2 separate regions of the Triticum aestivum genome follow, and region 2 is linked to region 1. Evidence: chromatin contacts called from public Hi-C data. All regions are on one chromosome and are shown on one strand. The core of a region is the stretch at or near the end of the contact, and the rest is flanking DNA. Distances in the headings are between cores, read along the strand shown.

What was found. A called contact is a pair of places that touch in the nucleus more often than the background predicts.
Region 2: a contact with region 1 is called in a Hi-C map of root, with 7 times the contacts expected there. The contact joins the enhancer-like site here to the promoter of LOC123071775 in region 1. A contact is called at or near these places in 2 of 5 Hi-C or Micro-C datasets (leaf and root).

Annotation. Positions count from the first base shown.
Region 1 is chr3B:689,917,930-689,925,011 of IWGSC CS RefSeq v2.1, reverse strand. It overlaps LOC123071775 (serine/threonine-protein kinase rio2), which reads left to right and starts at 4,158. Exons shown (of 13, transcript XM_044495359.1): 1 at 4,158-4,470; 2 at 4,565-4,611; 3 at 5,088-5,158; 4 at 5,246-5,359; 5 at 5,671-5,846; 6 at 5,939-6,027; 7 at 6,124-6,241; 8 at 6,645-6,718; 9 at 6,794-6,841; 10 at 6,931-7,082. The coding sequence starts at 4,387.
Region 2 is chr3B:690,089,601-690,096,682 of IWGSC CS RefSeq v2.1, reverse strand. No RefSeq gene overlaps it. Among protein-coding and RNA genes, the nearest start is that of LOC123071777, 63 kb to the left of the region's middle. Within about 2 kb of position 4,477, at least 1 of the 8 cell types and tissues checked has an H3K27ac peak or open chromatin away from gene starts, as enhancers often do. A contact at or near this core is called in root, where this site is marked.

The sequences.
Region 1 (7,082 bases), core at 2,909-5,408:
GTCCGCGACGGAGCCGGCGACGAGATCCGACGCGCCGGCGGCAGAGGAGTCGGGCGACGGGGACGGGATCGAGCGCGGGACGCGCGGGCTAGCTGCGGCCCTCGAGGCCCAGATCGGGGCCCGGGTGGGCCTGGCACAGGCCTGGCGGCGCGGGAAGGCAGGGGAACAGGTGGTGCGTGGGGGTTGGCTGGCGCGGGCGCTGGGGCGACGTGGCGGCGCCTCATTGGCCGGGGCGATGTGGCGGCAGCGGTGCCAAGTGGCGGGCAGGGGCAGCGGCGCCGGATCCGAGGTGGGAGGTGGCTGGCTACGCGGAAATTGAGGGAGGAGGTTGGTGGAGGCCAAAAAATGGCATATGGGTGGTGTTTAAATAGGCAGGGGGTTAGGGTGTGAGGGTGTGGGGGTGTTTTGGAGCCCTCCGATCTTGATCGGACGGCTCCAGACGCGAGGGGGGTAGGCTGGGCCTAGGAGGGGTTAGTGGGCTGAAGCAGAGAAGAGAGAGGCCCGACAGCAGTTTCGGAGACCGAAACGTCCGACGAATATACCGGCTATATCGCGGTTATATATTTAACGGTTGGGCAGTCAAACGAGCTCCGAATGCGACGAAATTTGGCAGGCGGCCTGCCTACACTATAACCAACTTTTGTCCTATTCTGAGAACATTTTTATGCCACTTATAAAATAATATTTCGGAGGTGCCGTGGGCGCGTGCGAGTGTGTCTGGACTCCGAACGGGCAACAGAGAGAACCAGCGGAACCCGAACGGATGCAAGTTTTGAAAAACATGCAGATGAAATGCAGATGATGACATGGCAAAATGCAACACGCAAGCAAATGACATGGCAACGACGGCGAATAATTGGCAGACACCTGGCGCATTGAATCCGGGACGTTACACTTTATTAGTGCAAGTACTATATTTACCCAACCGGCAAAGCCCTAACAACTCTAGTATTTTTTTCATTTTGAGGGTTAGAGCATCTCCAATAGATGATGTATATTTTGGTGCTCCAAATCAGTGATGTAAAAATTTACATCACCAAAAAGTGCTTTTTACATCTCTGGAAAAGGCTCAACTTCAACAGATGGCCCAAAACGAAGATGTAAAAGAGCAACTCCAATAGATGGTCCAAAACAAAGATGTAAAATTCTGAAAACGACCAACTACTACTTCATCTCAACATAGTTCAAACATCAAACCCAAACATAGTTCAAACATAGATGACATAAATTTAAACTAGTAGAACTACTCGTTGTCCGAGGGCATCCAGTACGACTCTTCGGAGTCATTCGAGAGCCCAAAAAACTCCTCGTCCTCCTTGCACAATGACTCGATGGGGATCATCATCGAGGGGCCGTCCTTGTCCTGCTTCTTCACCTCCTCCTCCTCCTCCTCCTCCTCCTCCTCCTCCTCCTCCTCTTCTAGGTGGGTAAAGGGAGCGAAATGCAATTCAAAGAGTATAGCAGCGGAATGTAAATCATTGCATATGAAGGTAAAGGGAGGAGTTTGGAGGGAGCAAATGCAATGTAGACACGGAGATTTTTGGCATGATTCCGATAGGTGGTGCTATCGTACATCCACGTTGATGGAGACTTCAACCCATGAAGGGTAACGACTGCACGAGTCCATGGAGGGCTCCACCCACGAAGGGTCCATGAAGAAGCAACCTTGTCTATCCCACCATGGCCATTGCCCACGAAAGACTTGCCTCACTCGGGTAGATCTTCACGAAGTAGGCGATCTCCTTGCCCTTACAAACTCCTAGGTTCAACTCCACAATCTTGACGGGAGGCTCCCAAGTGACACCTAACCAATCTAGGAGACACCACTCTCCAAAAGGTAATAGATGGTGTGTTGATGATGAACTCCTTGCTCTTGTGCTTCAAATGATAGTCTTCCAAACACCCAACTCTCTCTCACACACATATTTGAATATGGTGGAAAGATGATTTGAGTGGAAAACAACTTGGAAAAGGCTAGAGATCAAGATTCTTGTGGTTGGACTGGAATGTCTTGGTCTCAACACATGAGTAGGTGATTCTCTCTCAGAAGATGAGTAGTGGAAGTGTAGGCACGTTCTGATCGCTCTCCCCATGAATGGAGAATGGGTTAGGGGTATATATAGCCTCCACACAAAATCTAACTGTTACACATAAATTCCCAAACTCGGTGGGACCGAATAGTGAAACTCGGTCAGAACGATTCAGTTCAAAATGTGAACGTTAGGCTTTTCGGTGGGATTGACAACATCAACTCGATGGGTCCGATGCGCTAGGGTTAGGGTATAACTTGATCTCGGTGAGACCGATCACATGAACTCGGTGGGACCGTTTTCAGTAATAGGCAAACAGAGAGTTGGTCAGGCAAACTTGGTGGGACTGATCGCTCATTTCGGTGAGACCGAAACATTATGAAAAAGAAATAGAGAGTTTGCATTGCGAACTCGGCGGGATCGAGCGCTCATTTTGGTGAGAACAAAACGTCACGAAGGTAAACAGAGAGTTTGCAATCCCATCTTGGTAAGACCAAGATCCTTATCGGTGAGACCGAACTGATTAGGGTTTGTGGCAGTGGCTATGTCAAATGAACTCGGGGGCGCCGGATAGATCAAATAGGTGGGGCCGAGTTTGACTTTAGGTTTAGGACATATGTGGGAATGAGAAAGTGATTGAGGGCTTCTGGAGCATATCACTAAGCATTTTGAGCAAGCAAGCCATTAAGCAACACCCCATCCCCTTTTAATAGTATTGACTTTTCCTATGGACTCAATGTGATCTTGGATCACTAAAATGAAAATGTAGAGTCTTGAGCTTTTGCCAATATGTGTCCTTAGCATTTTGAGGGGTCCACATCTCTAGTCCATGCCATGCCAATCATTGAACTTTCCGAAATGATCATCTTGAAAGAGTATTAGTTCAATGAGCTATATGTTGTTAAGAATTACCAAAACCACCCAGAGATTAGTTGCACTTTCAGTTAGGCATTGGCGCGCGACCGCGGTTTTTGCATCTCCTATCTCCGAAGATGTAAATTTGCACCGCGATTGTTGTATTTTACATCTCCGGGAGGCGGAGATGTATTTTTTTGGCATATGGACCATCTGTTGGAGAGCAGTTTTTTGTCTCAGAAGATTCAACAATTAATTATTTTTACATGGATTGTCTATTGGAGATGCTCTAGTGATTTGGCATAGGAAATTCCCTATTTGTTGCTTATTGTGTCAAATTGCTCGACAAACACGCATGGCAGAGCGTAGTGGGACAGACCAACTTGAGGAGTGAATCAGAAGCAGCTTCATTTCGTTTCAACAATTTTGGCTCATCTTTCCTTTTCTGGTTTTCATGGTTTACTTCATTTTTTTCCTTTCATTTTTTCTTTCTCTTTGGTTTGTTGGTTTTTCTGGTTCCATTTCCTTACTTTTTATTCCTTTTTCTTTCTTTCTTCTTCACTAACCCACAAAAAAAAACCATTCCTTCTTGACTATTTTTTTCTCCACCGACTTCCTTTGGGCTTTTCTCGGTTACTTTGGATTTATTTTGTCCTTCTCTTTTCCCCCCATTTTTCTCTATTTACTAATCATGAATCTTTTTTATTAAATCATAAAAAATCTTTTAAGTATTTTGCACATTTTATATTTTTAGCCGTAATATTTTACAACAGCATGATGAAATTTATGCAATGCAATTCAAATAGTTTTTGAACATGCCAACATATTTGAACAATTTATATTTTTTTAATATGCAGTGAATATGTTTTTTAAATTTACAAACATTTTTTTAAACTGTAACATTTTGAAGAACTATGTTAGCTCAGAACCGAGGATTTAAGATGTGTGTTAGCGGAGACTTGCATCGTTCTTAGTTAATTTAGCTCAGTAGCATCACAATTTTTTTAAAGCCCGTGGCATCGCATGGGCGTTCTAGTAGTGAGTATTTAATTTCTCAGTTTTTGAAAACCCGTAAAATAAATATTAATATATTCTTATTTTTTTAACCTTTTTAAGGAATTCTTTCTATTTTGTATAGTATGTAAAATGTAAAAAAGATTCGAAAGCCGGTTATCGGGCTAGAACATACCGAACAACGAAAACCTCTCAAGTAGCGGTGCGCGAATCATCAGAGTGGGCTGGCCCAGTACACTCGTGGTGTCTCGCCTCAAACCAACCCTAGCCGCCAGGACGGCGCCGAGCCCATCCACCATCCCAGTCACCGCCCGCTGCCTTCCCATCGACCCCTCGCCGTCCACCGCCGCCTCCTCCTCCTCCGCCGCCGTTCCAAGCCGCTGCCTCCTCCTCCTCGACCACCTCCTCCCCTCCATCTGCCTCTAGCGCCGCCAGCCCGCCCACCCGCTCGCCTGCCACTCCTGTCAGCCGCTGCGAGGAGGAGACCATGAAGCTCGACGTGAACGCCCTCCGCTACCTCTCCAAGGATGACTTCCGCGTCCTCACCGCCTGCGAGATGGGCATGCGCAACGTAAGGCCTTAAACCCTACACCTCAGCCAGCCTTAACTCGACGCCATGTGAGACTGTTCGCCCTGACGCTTCGGTTTTGCTTTTGGATTCGCAGCACGAGATCGTGCCCGCGGAGCTCGTCGACCGCATCGCCGGATTGAAGTGAGTTCTACCACGTGCTCTTTTGTGAATTTTGCTTTGTGTGGTTTGGGAAATTGATGCTTGTGGTAGGTGTATTTAGCTGCCAAGTGTGGGGATGGTGATTAGCGTTCTCAGGCAGTCAGGCGAGTTGATATGATAGTTCGTGGGCTGCCATTTAAGCTTAATCGTTGGGTCTGAACTTCACACAGGGTTTCGGTTAAGCTTTGCACCTTTGCAATTTGTCATGCACAATATCAATAGTTGTAATACATAACTGTTGATTAAAACGAAGTTGGAATTCACTGTCAGAACTTTTGGCTGCAGTAATGTAATGTCGACTGTGTGTCGAAAAATTCAAGGTCCAAGACCACGGCTTAAAACAACTTAGGTTCTCTGTGTGTTAGAGCTCAGTATTCTTTGGAAATCAGTTTCAAATGGATTATATTGTTTGGTTTGGTATATCTTGGTGAGTGTATTATAATTCTTTGTGGATTTAGGCATGGAGGCACATATAAAGTGCTGCGGAATCTGTTGAAGAACAAACTGGTGCACCATGATTGTAAAAAGTGTGAGTCATTGATGTCGAATCTTGCGTCATTTTATGCTTAGATGTATATCTGGATTATCATAGCTGCTTTTCTTTTTTTGGTTGTAGATGATGGGTTTCGGCTCACATACCTTGGGTATGACTTCCTCGCCATAAAAACTTTGGTCAATCGTGGAGTCTTTGCTTCGGTTGGTCGCCAAATCGGTGTTGGAAAAGAGTCAGGTACATGGATTATTGATGTCCTGCTCATTTTATATATTTTTCCTCAATTTATGGTTGTTATCCTGTGCTTTACTTATATATTTTAAAGTTGCACAAGAAAGACATTGTGAAACATGCGAGCCACTGCCTGTCTTGCCTGTGCTTTACTTGATTAAGAAAAAGAACAGCTATCTAAAGTTCTAAACACCCAATCATGTAAACAGAGCCCAACCAAACTAGATTATCATAATCCATGGCAATGCCATATCGAATCCTAGATTGTACCTAGCAAATGTCAAGTGCTTTATGTGGAATGTTTATTTTTCTTATAGATATATTTGAGGTTGCCACGGAGGATGGAACAGTGTTGGCCATGAAGCTTCATAGGTTGGGTAGGACATCTTTTAGGGCTGTCAAATCAAAGCGTGACTATTTAGCCCACCGGAGGAGCTTTAACTGGCTGTACTTATCACGACTGGCGGCCCTCAAGGAATTTGCTTTTATGAAGGTTTTTGCATGGCTATACTTTTCTTAAATTTTGATCTGTCTAACTGCTTAATTGTTTAACACTCTTATATTGTTTTCTCATTCCACTTGAAGGCTTTAGGAGACCATGGATTCCCTGTTCCCACAGCGGTGGACTGCAATCGGCACTGTGTGATTATGTCACTTGTGCCGGGATATCCACTGTAAGTTGACATTCCTGTAAATGAATTTTAATTTTATTCATGAGTCTTTTTCCCTTTACGCAGAGACTGACATAGGCGTTGCATTCTGTTATGCAGTGTTCAGATAAGAGAATTGCAAAATCCAGATGATGTTTTTGACAAAATTCTTGGTCTTGTAATTCGTTTGGCGGAGCATGGGCTTATACATTGTGATTTTAATGAATTCAATATCATGGTACTACTTTTACCCTCTCTTATCATCATTACACTTGGATAAGTCAGCTTGTCCATTCTTCGTTTCTCTCTTTCTTGTATTTGCCTTTGCAATGTTTGAGATTCTGTAGTTTCTGCATCATGTTTATGAACCAATTATGTTTTTTTCAGTGCTGCTTCTTTGAAGTATGCTCTGATGTCAGTGGTTTTGGAGGTTTCAGAGAGAAATATAGTGATTTTCGATCGTAACCTTTATCAAGATTTGCCATGTGTACAAAAGAAAACACATGCCTTCAAACTGCCATTTTGAGTTGAACAGAATGGTGTTTTCAGTATTTAATTCTTCAACAGGCATAACTGAAGTTTTTTGATTTGTCAGTATCTTACCCTATATTTTATCCTTCATGTGTATTGATGTTCTGCAGATTGACGATGATGAAACTGTTACGATGATTGACTTCCCACAGATGGTATCTGTTTCGCACCGGAATGCCCAGATGTATGTAGCATATTCTAATAGCTAAAGCCTAACGGACTGCTTTCTGTTCAGTATTCATGAGGTTTGTTTTTGCAGGTATTTTGATCGAGATATTGGGTGTATCTACAAGTTCTTCAACAAAAGGTATCACCTTACCGAGTGTAATATAAAAAATATCAACTTATCCACTACAACTGATTTTATTATTAAGCTTTGTCTTCCTTTTGTATTAGGTTCAATCTTACAGAGAAAGGTGGACAACATGGCTCTGAAACTGATGATGATGACAGTGGCAGGCCGTCCTTTCTGTCCATTCAAAAGTCTTCTGGTGCCTTGGACAAAGAATTAGCTGCCAGTGGCTTCACCAAAAAAGAGCAAGTTGAGA
Region 2 (7,082 bases), core at 3,228-5,727, 170 kb before region 1:
GGCGTGCCCCACACCTAGGCCGGCCCAAACTCGTGCCTGCTCACCGCCTTCTTTCCCGGCGTGCAGGCAGATCTTATTGGCAATCCCTATTTGGTTCTGCAGGAGCCGGTGGCGGACCTACTATATTCAGCTCTTTGCGGCAAAACCTCCTGTATTCCAGATGTTCCCAACTAAGGCTCCGGGACCGGATGGTTTCCCGGCTCATTTCTACCAGAGGCATTGGGACATTTGTGGAGAGGAAGTCACAACCACAGTGCTCAGAATCATTAGAGGGGAAGAAAGTGCAGAGTGTGTCAATGACACGGTCCTAGTGCTCATTCCTAAGGTGATAAATCCTACTCTCCTTACTCAATTTTGTCCTATCAGCTTATGTAATGTCATATACAAGATTGCTTCGAAAGTTGTTGCAAAGAGGCTGAAAGTAATCTTGCCAGAAATTATATCGGAGGAGCAGTCAGCGTTTGTCCCGGGCAGGCTAATGACTGATAATATCATCTGTGCGTATGAATGCCTACACTTCATGGAAAAAAGCAAAGCAAAGACGAACAACCACTGTGCCCTGAAGCTGGATATGATGAAAGCATATGACAGATTGGAGTGGAGCTATCTTCGGGCAATAATGATCAAGTTGGGTTTTTCACAACAATGGGTAAACATTATAATGGGTATGATCAGCTCCATCTCTTTATCGGTTTTATTTAATGGAGAGAAGCTTGAGAGTTTCAAACCATCCAGGGGTATCCGACAGGGAGATCCGATCTCCCCCTATCTTTTCTTGATTGCAGCAGAGGGCCTTTCGTGCCTACTAAAAACCAGTTCTCAGTCATCGGTACTTGGAGGGATCAAGGTGGCACCCATAGCTCCGGCTGTAAATTAACCACCTCCTTTTTGCTGATGATAGCCTGTTGTTATTCAAGTCTAGTAATAAGGGGGACAGTGGCAGTTTCAAACCTGTTGGAGGCATATTGTAATGCATCGGGGCAGCGAGTGAATCATGATAAATCATCGATTTTCTTCAGCAAAGGGTCTCCACAGCATCTAAGGGACAACATTAAGAACATTTTGAATGTGCAAAATGAGTCACTTAGTGACCGCTACTTGGGTATGCCCACGGATGTTGGACAAAATAAGATGGGCACATTCAGATATCTTAGAGACCGAGTGTGGGAAAAGGTTAGAGGTTGGATGGAAAAGCTTCTGTCTGCTGCGGGGAAGGAAGTACTTATAAAAGCAGTCAGACAGGCCCTACCAGTTTACTCCATGGCATGTTTTAGGCTTTCGAGAGGGATTTGTGAGAACATCACCTCCATTATCCGACAGTTTTGGTGGGGTAGCAAAGCTGGAAAGCGGAAACCGAGCTGGGTGGCGTGGGACATCATGACAAGGCCGAAACATCTTGGAGGTCTTGGCTTCATAGATATGGAGATATTTAACCTAGCGCTACTAGCTAGACATGCGTGGAGGATTTTGTGTGACCCTTCTTCTCTCAGTGCACGCATATTGAAAGCGTCATATTTCCCAAAGTCAACACTGCTCGAAGCTGAACTTGGAGGCCGACCCTCTCAGATATGGAGGGCGGTCATTGACGGCATAGACATGCTCAGGCAAGGGATCATACAGAGAATTGGGAATGGAAGTACCATGGACATATGGAATCACAACCGGCTGCCTAGGCCTGGTATGATGAGACCCATCTCCTCGCTAATCGCCAACCCACCAAGGTATGTTTCAGAATTGATCAATGCGGAAACATCTTGGAATGAACAGTAGGTGCGCTCGGTCTTTGTACCCACTGACGCTAAAGCCATTTTGTCTATGCCACTGTGCACAAGGAATATTGATGACTTTTGTGCATGGAGTGGAGAGAAACGAGGGAATTTCTCAGTCAAGTCTGCGTACAGGATGATAATGCAAACCAAGATTACAAGGAAAAATTGGATTGAGGAAAATGATGGACCTTCTAGAGCTGATCAGGAGAGCAATGAATGGACTGCACTTTGGAGAACGGAGATCCCATCGAAGGTGAAAATGTTTTTGTGGCGTTTAGCCGGTGCTCTATCCCAACGACAGATCTCCTCCAGCACAGAAAAATGGCAACATCAGGGGCGTGCAGGTTGTGTGGTGCGAGGGATTCATGGAGACATGCTCTTATCAGTTGTTCCATGGTCAGAAGCACTTGGGTTCTTTCTGATGAGGGCTTGGTCGACCAGATGATCCAGTATGATTGTGATAATGCGAAGGAGTGGGTATTCAAGATGAAAGAAGTGTTGATAGATGATCCATTTGTACGCATGGTACTTACCCTTTGGGCGATTTGGAGCGCTCGGAGAAAGGCTGTCTATGAGGATATTTTCCAAAGCCCCATGTCAACGCATATGTTCATCCAATCACAAATTAGTGATCTCCAGATCTTGAAGAAACCGGTGCAGGGAAGCATTTTCCCTAGAGCACAGAGGCCTACTCACTGTCTTCCACCATTGGTAGAGTGTGCAAAGGTAAACGTAGATGCTGCAATAAGAGGAACGTCAAGGGCAGGCTCAGCGGTCGCATTATGCAGGGACAAAAATGGCACATTCATAGGGGCCTCTGCTCTGGTTATTAAGGGCATCCATGATCCTACTGCTCTGGAGGCGTTGGTGGTCCGAGAATCGATGGCGCTGGCAGATGATCTGGGCTTAAACTCCATCCATGTGGCGTCAGACTGCAAGATAGTGATTGATGACATCAAGCAGAATAGCGGAGCAAGTTATTGTGCAATCATACATGAAATCATAGAGTACTCTAATAGTTTTAGTACTTGTAATTTTTTTCATGAGTTTAGGAGCTTGAATTTTGAGGCACACAATCTCGCGAAGCATGCGTTGCAACTAGGATTTGGCCGCCATGTTTGGTTAGGTCATCCTAGTTAATTTCCTTTTTTCTTTGTAAACATTGTGACGGTTAAATAAAAGCTTCGTGGGATTGTCTAAAAAAATCTCTTTATGGCAAAGTGTCTTTGTCGAGCACAGGCAGGTCTCCAACTGGGCCGGCCCATGACCGCCAGCGATCCTGTACTTTAGCTCCAAAAAAATTGTGCTCGCAGGGAACATTTTCTATAAATTGTGAACATTTTCTGAATTCATGAATATTTGTTTTGCATTTGTGAACATTTTATTTACATTTTTGTACATTTAAAAAATCTAACTTAAGATTTTTTTTAAGGAAGCACAAAGACAAAAAAAACAAAAACAAAAACAAAAGGAAGTCATGCCCCAAACCTGGGCCAGCCCAAACTCGCGCATGCTCACTGCATTCTTTCCCAGCGCGCATGCAGATCTTATTGGCACTCCTTATTTGGTTCTGCAGGAGCCGGTGAGGGACCTCCTATATTCAGCTCTTTGCGGCAAAGAGTCTTCATCGAGCACAAGCAGGTCTCCAACTTGGCCAGCCCATGACCGCCAGCAACCCTGTACTGTAGCTCCAAAAAAATCCGAGCTCGCAGGGAATCAAACCATGGATCTCGTGCTACAGACCACGCGCTGCAACCGGCTGAGCTAGTGAGCGTTACCGATTAGTCAGCTGGGTCAATCTTTAAGAACCAATACACGACGCAGATCTGAATTATTTTCGGAATTTTGAATGCAATTTTTTCTAGAAAAACTGACTGTTTTGTGAAAGAACAACAATTTTCAAATTTATGATTTTTTTATAGAACTGGAACATTTTTGAAAAGCATGAACATCTTTCAAAATCATGAACACTTTTATTGAAAATTGGAACTTTTTTGAAATTTCACCACACAACTGGGCAGATGCGAACATCTTTTAAACTCCTAACAAATATATAAAAACACCAATATTTTTTTGAAATTATTGAACAATTTTCGTAATGGAACCTTTTTTTAAACTCCAAAAAAAGAAAACATAACTTTTTTCAAATTTCAAAACTATTTTCCAAAATGGAAATTTTTGAAATCGCAAACATTTTTGGAAAAGTGTGTGTTTTTGTAGATGAGTCATTCCAAACAATTTTTCTAACACACGGACATTTTTGAATTTGTAAAAAAAATGGAAGCACACCTTTTTTGAAGTTTGATAATTTTAATAATCAAGAATAGTTTTAAATTGTACTGAACATTTTTATATTAAGTAAATAAACTTGAGAAATGAACAATTTTTTAATACACGAACATTTTTTTTAAAAATGGGAATATTTTTTCAATTTGTAAAGAAAATTTGGGAACCCAATCATTTTGAGATTAGTTTTTAAAATATGCGCATTTTTCAATTTCAAACATCTTTGCGAAAAAAAATAAACTTTAAAAACAAAAATATACATAAATGAAAAAAAGAAAATAAAAAGAAACAGAAAACCTTTAGAAGTTTCCCAAAACCGGATGAGGTTGTAGGTACGCTGTGGAAGCAAACGGGCCCGGCTTATCGCGCCGCTTCGGTTGATCGCTTGTGCAAAAGCCAACACTTTAACGCAACATGCGTCAAATAGGATTTCCTAAATGCGTGGACATGACTTGAACTGCGTCCTCCTAGCTATCATAATGCTGTGCTAACTAACTAAGCCACCTCACTTTTGTGTTAGTTATAGCTTTTTATCACTTTTCTTCTTTGTTCTTTTTTTACTTTTTTCCAGGAACAGTTTGGTTTGATCTATTCTTTTTGTTTTTCTTTTCTCTTGGATTGGTTTGGTCCTTTTTTCCCTATATGATTGAAGTTTTTCTTCAAATTCGTGAATTTATTCAAAACTGATGAACTTTTCTTCAAAATCGATTAACTTTGTTCAAAGTCGATGATTTTTTATAAAAAAAAAATTGGTGATTTTTTTTAGAATCGATGAATTTTTTGAAGAATCCAAAGACCTTATTTTCAAATTAACTTTTTGAAATTTGATAAACTTTTTAAAAATTCGGATAAACTTATTTTCAAATTTGATGAACTTGTCTCAAATTCAATGAACGGTTTTTAAATTTTGATGATTTTAGTTTTCAAATTCCAAGAACCTTTTAAAACTCATGAACTTTTTCAATTGGTACAAACCAATTTGATTTTTTTTATTTCTTTCAACTCGTGGTTTTTGTGAATGTTTCTTCAAATTTATGTTTTCTTTGTTTAAATAATTATAGTGCCTGTATAATAATACTATATGTTTAATGTATGTACTGTATGAATGGTCAAAAGGGCTCTGTTTCCACTAGTAATCTACAAACCGAGAGTGTCCTAGTGGTTAACCTGTGTGGACAATCACGTTGACATGCGGAGTTCGAATCATATAGGGAAAAAAGGACCAAACCAACGTTGATCAGCGTGAGGACCACTTCTCGTGAGGACGAGCCTTCCATGCCCAACGTTGGGCCGGACCACCGTTGATCAGCTTCTTCTTCTCTTTTCCCTTCCTTTTTCTGTTTCTGTTTCTATTTCTTTTCTATTATTTTCTTTTCCTTGTTCGTGTTGTTCTTGTTCTTTATTTTTTTTCGTGTGTATTATACAAAGTGCATTGCCTTTTTATAAACATAATGATCATTTTATATTTTATGAAAAGGTTCACCCCTATATTAATATTTAACAAGTGTTCAGTGTATGTCACAAAATGTTCATTGTGTTTTTATAAAAAATTTCAACATATGAGACACAAATGTTCAATGTGTATTTTGATATTGGTCACGGTATACTGCAAAAAGGTTCAATATATATATATAAATAATGTTCACCCCATATTTGGAATTGTTTAGTTTTTTCAATTTTTTGCTCTCCTTTCGAAAATTGTTCGTTATTTAAAAGTTTTGTTCGAATTTTTAATTTGTTCACTTTTTCAAACATTATTCGACCTTTTCAGAAAAAAAATTGCTCACATTTTTTCCAAGAAAATTTGAAAATTTTCAACACAACTGTAGCTATTACCTATAAGTTAGCGTTACATTTTAGCCAGTCACAGTTGCCTGCTCGACTTCGACTGTGACTGGCTTCGAATGTGCCGGCCGTTAGCGCGCCCTTCGGCGAAAGCTCAGCTGTTGGACAAACGCGCGGGTCTATACGTCGCTTCTAGCGAGTCCGAAGGGAAGACTCGCCTGAAGCGAGGCGCTCGATGGGCCGGTCCATGCGCAGGTAGGCTACAGCCTCGTTTAGTTTTATTCCTTTTTCAATGTCTCAAAATTTTTTTTATCCTTTTTAATATTGTCTGTTTTCCTTTTTCCCCTTTTTTTAATTTCATTTATACTTTAAATATTCTAAATAAAAATATTAAGAAAATTAGTTGAACCAAGTACTGAAAAAAATGTTATATGTGTATAGAGAAAATTGTTGTCGTGTATACAAAATATATACATTGTGTGTGAAAAAAGTTGTTCATGTATTTTAAAAAAATTAAATTCAACCATTTGAAAAAAAAATTAACAAATATTTGAAAATCTTAAATTTGTATAGGAAAATCATGTATTAAAAAATGTGAACTTGTATTTGAAAAATGTTAACCAAGCATTTGAAAAAATGTCAAATGTGTATATAATTTTTTTGACCAGACATTAAAATAATGTAGATATGGTATTTAAAAAATGTTAGTCATGCATTTGAAAAAAAATGTTATATGTGTATAGAGAATATCTTGACCATCTATTAAAAAAATGTAGACCTGGTATTTGAAAAATGTTACTCGAGCATTTTGAAAATATGTTAAATGTGTATAGAAAAAATATTGACCATGTATTAAAAAAATGTAGATCTAGTATTTGAAAAATGTGAAACGCGTATAGAAAAATGTTGACCATGTGTTGAAAAAATGGTAATCTTGTATCTGAAAAATATTGAATGTGTATTAGAAAAATGTACTATATATATATACAAAAAAAATTGTATAGAAAAACTATGAAAACCCGAGAGAACAAAAGAAAACAGATGAAAACCAAAAAGAGACAACAAAACCGAAGAAAAATGAAGAAAAAAGGCAAGAAACAAATAAACAAAAGAAAGAATAGAGAAAAAATCAGTACAAAATAGAGAAACAAACAAAAAATACGGGTGAAAAGGAAAAAACAAAAAAACAATAGCAAGCACACAAACGTGGTCACCATCCTTGTCTGGACTATCAAGGACGAT